Regions from separate parts of the Sus scrofa genome. Here all the other regions are linked to region 2. The links are chromatin contacts, called in public HiChIP or PLAC-seq maps. All regions are on one chromosome and are shown on one strand. The core of a region is the stretch at or near the end of the contact, and the rest is flanking DNA. Distances in the headings are between cores, read along the strand shown. Region 1 holds the start of AHCY (adenosylhomocysteinase). Region 2 holds the start of EIF2S2 (eukaryotic translation initiation factor 2 subunit 2). Region 3 overlaps ASIP (agouti signaling protein).

Evidence for each region. HiChIP or PLAC-seq counts read pairs in DNA pulled down with a chosen protein or histone mark.
Region 1: an H3K27ac HiChIP or PLAC-seq map of alveolar macrophages shows a contact between it and region 2. The contact joins the promoter of AHCY here to the promoter of EIF2S2 in region 2. A contact is called at or near these places in 5 of 47 Hi-C or Micro-C datasets (embryonic fibroblasts, epiblast stem cells, heart right ventricle and 2 more) and 1 of 2 datasets of contacts at active chromatin or transcription factors (alveolar macrophages).
Region 3: a contact with region 2 is called in an H3K27ac HiChIP or PLAC-seq map of alveolar macrophages. The contact joins the enhancer-like site here to the promoter of EIF2S2 in region 2. A contact is called at or near these places in 5 of 47 Hi-C or Micro-C datasets (blood, embryonic fibroblasts, fetal liver and 2 more) and 1 of 2 datasets of contacts at active chromatin or transcription factors (alveolar macrophages).

What each region holds. Positions count from the first base shown.
Region 1 is chr17:37,742,971-37,745,670 of Sscrofa11.1, reverse strand. It overlaps AHCY (adenosylhomocysteinase), which reads left to right and starts at 1,293. Exons shown (of 10, transcript NM_001011727.1): 1 at 1,293-1,412. The coding sequence starts at 1,385.
Region 2 is chr17:37,568,974-37,571,673 of Sscrofa11.1, reverse strand. EIF2S2 (eukaryotic translation initiation factor 2 subunit 2) reads left to right here and starts at 1,405. Exons shown (of 9, transcript XM_001929150.6): 1 at 1,405-1,580. The coding sequence starts at 1,566. It also overlaps a transcript of ASIP not described here.
Region 3 is chr17:37,717,677-37,720,376 of Sscrofa11.1, reverse strand. ASIP (agouti signaling protein) reads right to left here. Exons shown (of 5, transcript NM_001011647.1): 5 at 1,590-1,976. The coding sequence ends at 1,800. Among named protein-coding and RNA genes, the nearest start is that of AHCY, 25 kb to the left of the region's middle. Within about 2 kb of position 1,431, at least 53 of the 83 cell types and tissues checked have an H3K27ac peak or open chromatin away from gene starts, as enhancers often do. A contact at or near this core is called in alveolar macrophages, embryonic fibroblasts, fetal liver and 1 more, where this site is marked.

The DNA.
Region 1 (2,700 bases), core at 44-2,543, 170 kb before region 2:
TTGAGGAATTCTCCTGCGGTGCAGCAGGTTAAGGATCTGGTGTTGTCACTGCACCAGCTTGGGTTGCTGCTGTGGCTCAGGTTAGATCCCTCCTTGGGAACTTCCACATGCCAAAGGCACTGCCAAAAAAAAAAAAAAAAAAAAAAAAAAATAGAACTGAAAGAGAAAAGTAAGTTGCAGAAGAATATGTATCCTATGATTTCATTTACACAAAGGTGAAACAGTCAAAACTAAGCAATGCATGGTTTAGTGGGTTAAGGATCTGGCATTCCTGTGGCTGTGGCTGGCAGCTACAGCTCCGATTTGATCTCTAGCCTGGGAACTTCCATATGCCACAGGTGCAGCCCTAAAAAGCAAAAAAGAAAAAAACAATTCTGTCAGACTGACAAGTGATGACAGGGATGTGGATCAACAAGCCCTCTCAGACACTGCTGGTGATAGGATGAGCTACCTTGGAAAACAATTTGGTAATATCTAGGAAAGTTAAAAATGTGCCTTTATCTCAAAAACTCCACCCCTGAGTACACTTATGGTTCCAGGACACCTACTCATGGGCTAAGAGGCAATGTTCATTTTTTCATATACACAATAATGGCAGACTGTATAAAATCTGAATATAGAACAGGTAAATTAATCACACGATGTATACAATAAAATACTATACAGCAGCAAAACTCTATGCATGACCCTTACAAATATTAACAGAAAAAAAGCAAGTTGCAGAAGAGTAAGTACAGTATGGCACTATTTAAATAAAGGTTTTAAACACAGAGTGACTTCTATGAAGCATTTAATGATTTATGCATATGTAGTAAAAGTATTAAAAATGCATACAAATCTACCTAAACTCAGCATGGTGGGAGGAGGGTGGAAGGTCTCCCATGTGCTAGGTGTTGACATATTGCAACTTTACCTATTTGTATGGTAGGTATCATTCTGCCCAATTTATAGAAGAGGAAATTGAGGTTCTGGGAAGTGAACTGGTTGGAATTTCAATTTCACTCGGTTTTGGCGTCGGATTCACTGATTGAATGAATGAAGTTAAAGATGGCCTCAGGTTTGATATCAGGCCTCTCCTGGAACTCCTTTCGCTACGCTGCTCGGGAGGTGGAAGGTCCCCGTAAGCTAAAAACTGGTCTGAACCCCAACCAAAGTCCGTTCTGGTCCCGCCCCCCTCCGTTGGGCCCCGCCCCCCTGCGTTGGGCCCCGCCCCGACCGCTCAGCACCAGCGGGACTCATGAATATGCAAGCTACGGTAAGATATTTAAAGGCGCCGGTGCCACTCGCAGATCCCTGCCCGGCGCCGCCCGCCCTGCGTTTGTCCCCAGCCCAAGGCCGGCCCCCTTCGCTCGTGTCCATCACTACGTGTGGAAGCGCCGCCAGCATGTCGGAGAAGCTGCCTTACAAAGTCGGTGAGTCCCTGGACATGCAGGGTAGGGGCCTGCTGGGACGGCAGCCACAGGGCCGAATCGGGGCGCTCAGGAGGAGCCCCTTGAATCGCTGGCTTGGCGCGGTCTTTGGCCGCGCGAGGCCTTCTGGGGGCTGGAGTTCTTCCGCCGCCATGAGCAGGTCTTCGGAGGCGGCCGCGCACTACGAGTCCCGGCGTGCCCCGCGAGGCCGGGTGCAGCGGCGCGGGCTGCGGAGTGGTGAACTCGCGGCGTGTTCCACACGGAGCCGGCTGGGGCGGGCGGGGAGCGCACACCTAACCGAGGCCTGGGACCAATGGCACCTGCTGGGGCCAACACCGGGGAGCCTGGATCCTGCCTCCTGGGTCTGGACCAGCTCTTTGGCCCCCTGGGTGGTCCTGGGCAAGTGCTTATCCCTCTCTGGGCCACCTACAGGGAAGACGAGGTCATTAAGACCCCGAAGGGCACGTGAGGAGAGGCCTGGAGACTGAGCCGACACAAGCACTAGTCCACTTACAAGGGACTTTGGGCTTGTTACTCAACCTCTGGGGTCACCCACCTGGCCAACAGGGACAATCGTACAGAGAATCTCGAAGAAATTTTGGAGTGGCTAGAAAAATCCTTACTGCTCTCCTAGGGATTGAAGCTGTGCATTGATAGTTAATGTTTACTGGGCTTTTACTGTGGAATGGGCACTGCCTTCTACCTTTATTCTAGATTAATTCATTTTCTTCTCACGGTTTTTTAGGATAGGGGCTGTTACTTTATCATTTTACAATGAGTATACTGAGATACAGGAAAAAAGGTTAACTTGTCCATGATCTTATAGCTGGGAGGTGGTGGAGCAGGATATAAATCCAGATCCTGCTCACCTTTTCACCACAGTATATAAGTGAACACATCTGAAACAGCCCCACTGACCTTTCAGGAAAAAACTGTTCAGGCAGACTATCAGTTTTTAAAGTAAATTCAAGACACCATTCTACCCAGAGAAAGGCATCAATATTTATGGAGCTGTGTATCTGGGGGTTTGCATTTGTTTACAGAATGACCTTTAGAGGTGGACTTTATCCCATTATACAGAGGAAGAAGCTGAAGGTGTAATAGGAAATGACTTGGAAAGATTCTGTGGAAATAGTAACTTACCAATAGTTGTTTATCAAGTTGCAGCCCAGAGCAGACTCTTGTCCCTGTGGTGTGAATGAAGTGGAAGCCTAGAAAGGTTAAATCAAGGTCATGTCAGTGGGAGAGTTGGAAAAAGGGCTTGTCATACTGTGGAGAGATGGGTGAGTTA
Region 2 (2,700 bases), core at 156-2,655:
TGTGCTGCTTTATAGAACATAATTTCACAAGACACCAATATCAGACAAAACCACTCTGTGACCATGATGGATCAAGACAAAACCAACACCACTCTATAAGCATGTCTGAACACAAACAAAAAATAACATTGTCCCAACCATAAGAGGGGCTGCTCCTTTTAAACCAATCATAGCTTTAGCCACTCTTGGTTCTTCTCCACTTTTAGATAAGAACTATTAAAACACCCCATCCTTGGAGTTCACGTCATGGCTCAGTGGTTAACGAACCCAACTAGCATCCATGAGGATGCGGGTTAATCCCTGACTCGCTCGTGAGTTAAAGATCTGGTGTTGCTGTAAGGTGGGGTGTAGGTCACAAACTTGGTTCGGATCCTGCGTTGCTGTGGCTGTGGTGTAGGCCGGCAGCTGCAGCTCTGATTAAACCCCTAGCCTGGGAACTTCCATATGCCACAAGGGTGGCCATAAATAGAAAAAAAATACCCCGTCATAGAAATACCACCATCTCCTAATAGCATCCAATCCAGAGAGAAGGGCTGCTTCCTTGTACCCTCCCCCAAATTACCTACAAAAGCCCCTCCAAAAGAACTCCTATGAATTCTTTCTAGCACCCTCTTCCTGAGATGCCCCTCTGTGCCTCATGGTGTGCCTCCCCTCCTTGCAAGAAGACAAAAGGCCCAGCTTTGTTCAAATTCAGGGGTGTTCTCCGTGGTCTTTGGCTGTAGGGCACTGACAACAGTGAGAGCCTGCTGAAGGGTAACTGCTATTATTATGTGTCAAGGGGAACTGCATCCACAGGGTTCAAGCAGAGACTTCACAAACAAGGATTTTGATGTTTCCTGACATATGCCTCTTGCCAAGCCGTTTCTCCTCTCCCGTCTACAGGGAGAAGGCTTTTGGTTTCCGACCTCCCAAGCTGAAATCCAGCCTGTTGGGTTAGATTTCTCATGAAGTACAACCCCTTAGAGAGGTGCGCACCTTTAGCCCCAACTTAGAGTTTCTCAAAGACTAGAACACTCCAGAGGGGGCATGATGGAGCTATCAGAGAAAACTAAAGCCCCAACAAATTCATATTACTGAGTGCCTTACCCACCACCCTGACCCAGGAGGAACTGCCCCGAATTCACTCCACAAGCAAGGCAGAACTGCACAGTTCCGTACGCCTGGAAAAACTGAAGTAAAAGTCACTACCGGGGAAATGGAACCTTCCTGCCCCGCTGCCTCAGACGTCGCGCACGCGCACGGGTCGCTGGGCGGCCGCCGCGCAGGCGCCCTCCTCTCCCGGGCGGACTACAAGTCCCGGCTTGCCTGGCGCTGGAACGTCGCCTGGTAACTCGCGCCAGTCGGAGCGAATTAGGTCGGCTTCTCCGCGCGCCTGCGCGTTGGCGGGCTCTGCGCAGGCGCATTTCTAACGCTTGCGAGGAGAGGGCGGGGTGTCGTTCCCTTTCGCTGATGCAAGATCCTAGTGCGGTGGTGAGAGAGGTATCGGCAGGAGCAGCTCTGAAGCCGGGGTCTGAGGCTGACCCGTCCGACTTTCCGTCTGTGTTGAGCCCACTCGAGCCGCAGCCATGTCCGGGGACGAGGTGAGGGCCTGAGGCTGGCGCTAGGGCTAAGGACCGAGGCAGGGAGCCAAACTCACCCCAGTGTGGGAGACCGGGCCTGCGGCCTAGCGACCGGCCGCCGCCATGTGGGGCTGCCGGGCCTAGGCGACCCTGAGCGGTAGAGCCGGTTAGAGCCCCGGAGCCGCGGCTTGGCTTAGCCCCGCTCTCGTCAGGGCGGCGGCGCTGAGGCCGGCGTTTCCGGATTGGAGAGCACGTTGAGTCGCTCTCCAGAAGAGGGCTTGAATGTTGGGTTAATGCCCCAGCTGAACGAGACTGGGACTGGCAGCCCCAGCATTTCTTTCGGTTTGACGCTTCAGCTCCAGCTCTCCCTCGCTGGGCGCTGGTGGTGCCGAGAGGAACGTCTCGGAGCGTCTTCGTTTAAAACTTTGCAGCCTGGCTTGTCCTACCCCTCATCCACTCCTTTTCTCATCTAGAGCGTTATTAATAACTTTTCTTTTTAAAGACCGGGAAGCGAGGGAGATAGGAAAAGATCTTTCAGCCTGAAAAAGTGATTAACCTCGGAAAGTTTTAGGGCCTGAGTCCCTGAGCCTTTCTCAGCAGAGCTCACTGCGACGTCAGCGGGAAGTTCGGGCTCCGAAGCTGCCTGGATCTTTTTCTACTATCGTCCTTGTAACTCAGCACATTTCCTCAAATCCCTTTTGGCTAGATTTATCTCGGTTTATATAAAACCAGACTTAAAGTGAAATTTGACTTTAAGTGCTATCCGTAGTTATTAACACTGAGGGAAGAGCTACCGCTTACCGGCCAGCTTTCTCCACCAAAAAAAAAAAAAAATCTCTTGAGTTTATAATTCACTGTAAACATTCCGAGTGCTTGGCCTCTAAGGCGTTGTAGAGAAGGAAAAAGAAAAATTCGAGGCTTTTTTGAGTTTTGGCTTTAAGGTGGGCCTTGGAAATGCTTTAAATTTCCTCAAGTAGTGGGAAGGCCTGAAGCCAGGGCAAGGGAGTGGTTAGGGCAAGTAAGTGTGCTTACAAAATATAGTGTATTCTCCAATTGGGTTAGAGTTAATCCGTTGAAATATAGATACTGGCTAGTTCATAGAGAGATTTGAAGACCAAATTAAGGAATTTGGATCTTGTTC
Region 3 (2,700 bases), core at 182-2,681, 150 kb before region 2:
GAGGTCACAGGATGAGCTGCTGAAACTTTTTTGAAACAACTCTGTGTGAATTGGACCTTTTGGGGTACTGTGCAATGAAAACAAAAGATGGAAACAAACTGGTTGTTGAAGCTGATGAGAGGGCAACTATTAATCTCTAATCTCCAATTTCAATTTTTTGTGTGCATCCTTATAACATTATAGTAACTTAAAGCTGTTTCTTTGTTTTTTGTTTTGGCTGTGCCCACAGCATGTGGAAGTTTCCAGGCCTGGGATCAAACCCATGCCAAAGCAGCAACCCAGCCCACTGCAGTGACAACACTGGATCCTTAACCCACTGCACCACAAAGGAACTCCTTAAAACTGTTTTAATGTGTATTATATAATGAAGTTTCCCCCTTAAGAATTCAACTGAGGAAAGAGTACCTCTCCTAAAAAAAAATTAAAACCATTGCTTCAGATTATGATGTAGAATTTCTGGTGCTGAAGGTGTCTGCAGACTAAATCCAGAGTTCAGCTTCTCATGGTGGCCAGTTGGGGATTTTACCCTCTAGCAACTAATTTTTTATTTATTTTTTTATTGGCGAATTATCCCTCCCACATTATGAATAGACTTTGTGAGACTGTCTATCAAAATGAGTCACCCTTTCCTGGGCACCACTTCAGGTCAAATTATCTCTCTTGGGAATCTGAATTATGAATGTGTCTATGTAAGAACTGAAATGGCTAGGGTAGGTAGTGAGGAAGGATTCCTGAACACCTGTTGCCTACTTGTGAGAGCCCAAACTCTAGGCTGTCAGAATTAAAAATGCCTGGGGACCTATGGTCAATGTTCAGCTTGGGAGTGGGAGAAACTCAATCAGGTTTTCTCTCTTGGGAATTTGAATTATGACTGGTCCATGCAAGAACTGAAGTGGTTAGAGGTGACTTATTCCATAGTCTTGCCCTGAAAACACTGCTCATTTGTTTCTTTGTCCTGGCTCTTTCCATGTCCTTCAGGGTCCTATCCTTTCTGAGGCCTGTTGTATGGATTTTCCTTGATTCTTTGAGGTCCTCAGAGCTTCCAGTAGACCCCCTTTACTTGTAGTAAAGTAGTATCGACCCCCTTTACTTGTTTCTTAGTGTAACCTTTTTTGGGAAGTCTCTTAAGGTTCTAGGATCCTCAGGCCAAAGCCTTCTGGCTTTAGGGACCTATGGTAATGCCCAGTCACGACCAGCTACCCCGGTTGTATCCGCAGACCTCTTAGGACAGACAGCCCAGTGACACTCTGTATGGAGTTGTAGCCATTCTTGTTTTTTCGGCGATAGGAGGAGCTCCTTAGAAGGGGGAAAGGGTGAAAGGCTGAATGGCAGTTCCTTAAAGGCTTTTTTCTGCCTTCCTCGTTTTGAAAGCAGCTTCGGGTGTTCCCAGGCTTAAAAATAGGGGGCAGCACGTCTCCCGCGGCCAGACCCGGAAAAGCGCTTACCAGGAGAGCAGTCTCAGGGCCGGTAACTGGGTTTCCACTGGCCTGGGAAAGAGCAAGCGCGCAGCCGGCGGGACTTCGGCGGTGAAGGAGACCCCGCGAAGGGAAAAGGAGCTTTCGGATTCTTTAAAGAAACAGCCACACACCTTCGAGCAGCCTGCGTGTATTTGGAATTTAGCAGAGCCCACGCCCAGTCTCCTTGAAGCCCCTCCTCCTGAAAGCTCCGCCCCAACGTCAGTAGCCACACCCGCACCCGTTCCTAGGAAGCCACACCTACTGGAGATCAAGCGCCCCAGAGGGTCCCCCAGGTCTGGGGAACCTGGCCCTGCCGCGCCAGCCACCGGGAGGCAGGCGCGCTCAGCAGGTGGGGTTGAGCACGCGGCAGGAGCAGGCACTGCGGAAGAAGCGGCACTGGCAGAAGGCGCACGGGTCGCAGCAGGCGAGCGCCGGAGGCTTGCAGCTGTCGCGGTTGGCCACGCAGGGGGCAGGCCGCGGGGGCCGGGGCTGTGCCACCTTCTTCATCGAAGCCTTTTTCTGTGGGGAAACGCCGGGGCTGCCCAAGCCGTCCACCTCCGCCCGTCCCCACTCTTCCTCACCTCTGCCTGGGAATTCCTTGCCCCACCTGCCTCTATCCTCATCAAAATTTAACTGGCTTCGATTTGGCCCTCTTCTCTCAGTAGGGGATCCCACTCAGCTCCACGGTTTTAAACTACCGTCTCTTTTTCTTCCCCTTTTGGTGTATCCGAATCCCTGTTAGTTCTACCTTCACAACAGATCAGGAGGCTATCCACTTCTTCACTAGCGCAGCTACCCTGGGTAGCAGTGGGAGGCCACTGTCTGTTCTCTTTCCTCCTTACAGTCCATCTTCCAGTGCGCAAAAGGGACCTCTTGGAAGATCTATGATGGCTTAAAGCTACCCCCACCCCGCCTTGCCCCGCGGTTACTCTTTGCGCTTAGAATGAAACATAAACTTTACTTTGGTCTCTGAAGTTCTCTGGCCGGCCCAGTTCTCCCACCTGTCTTTACCACACCTCCCCACCGGCCTGCCTTCTGTGCACAGAACACAGTAAATGAGTTCCTGCTGCAGGAGCCTTGAGTTTGCTACCCCCTTTCCTGGGGACATTCTTTGCTGTGCTGTCCAATAACAGGCAACCACTAGCCATATGTGGCTACTGAGTTCTTGAAATGTGTCTAGTGCAAGGGAGGAAATGAGTTTTCAAATTTAACTTTAGTTAATTTAAAATTTAAAGCTGAAAAT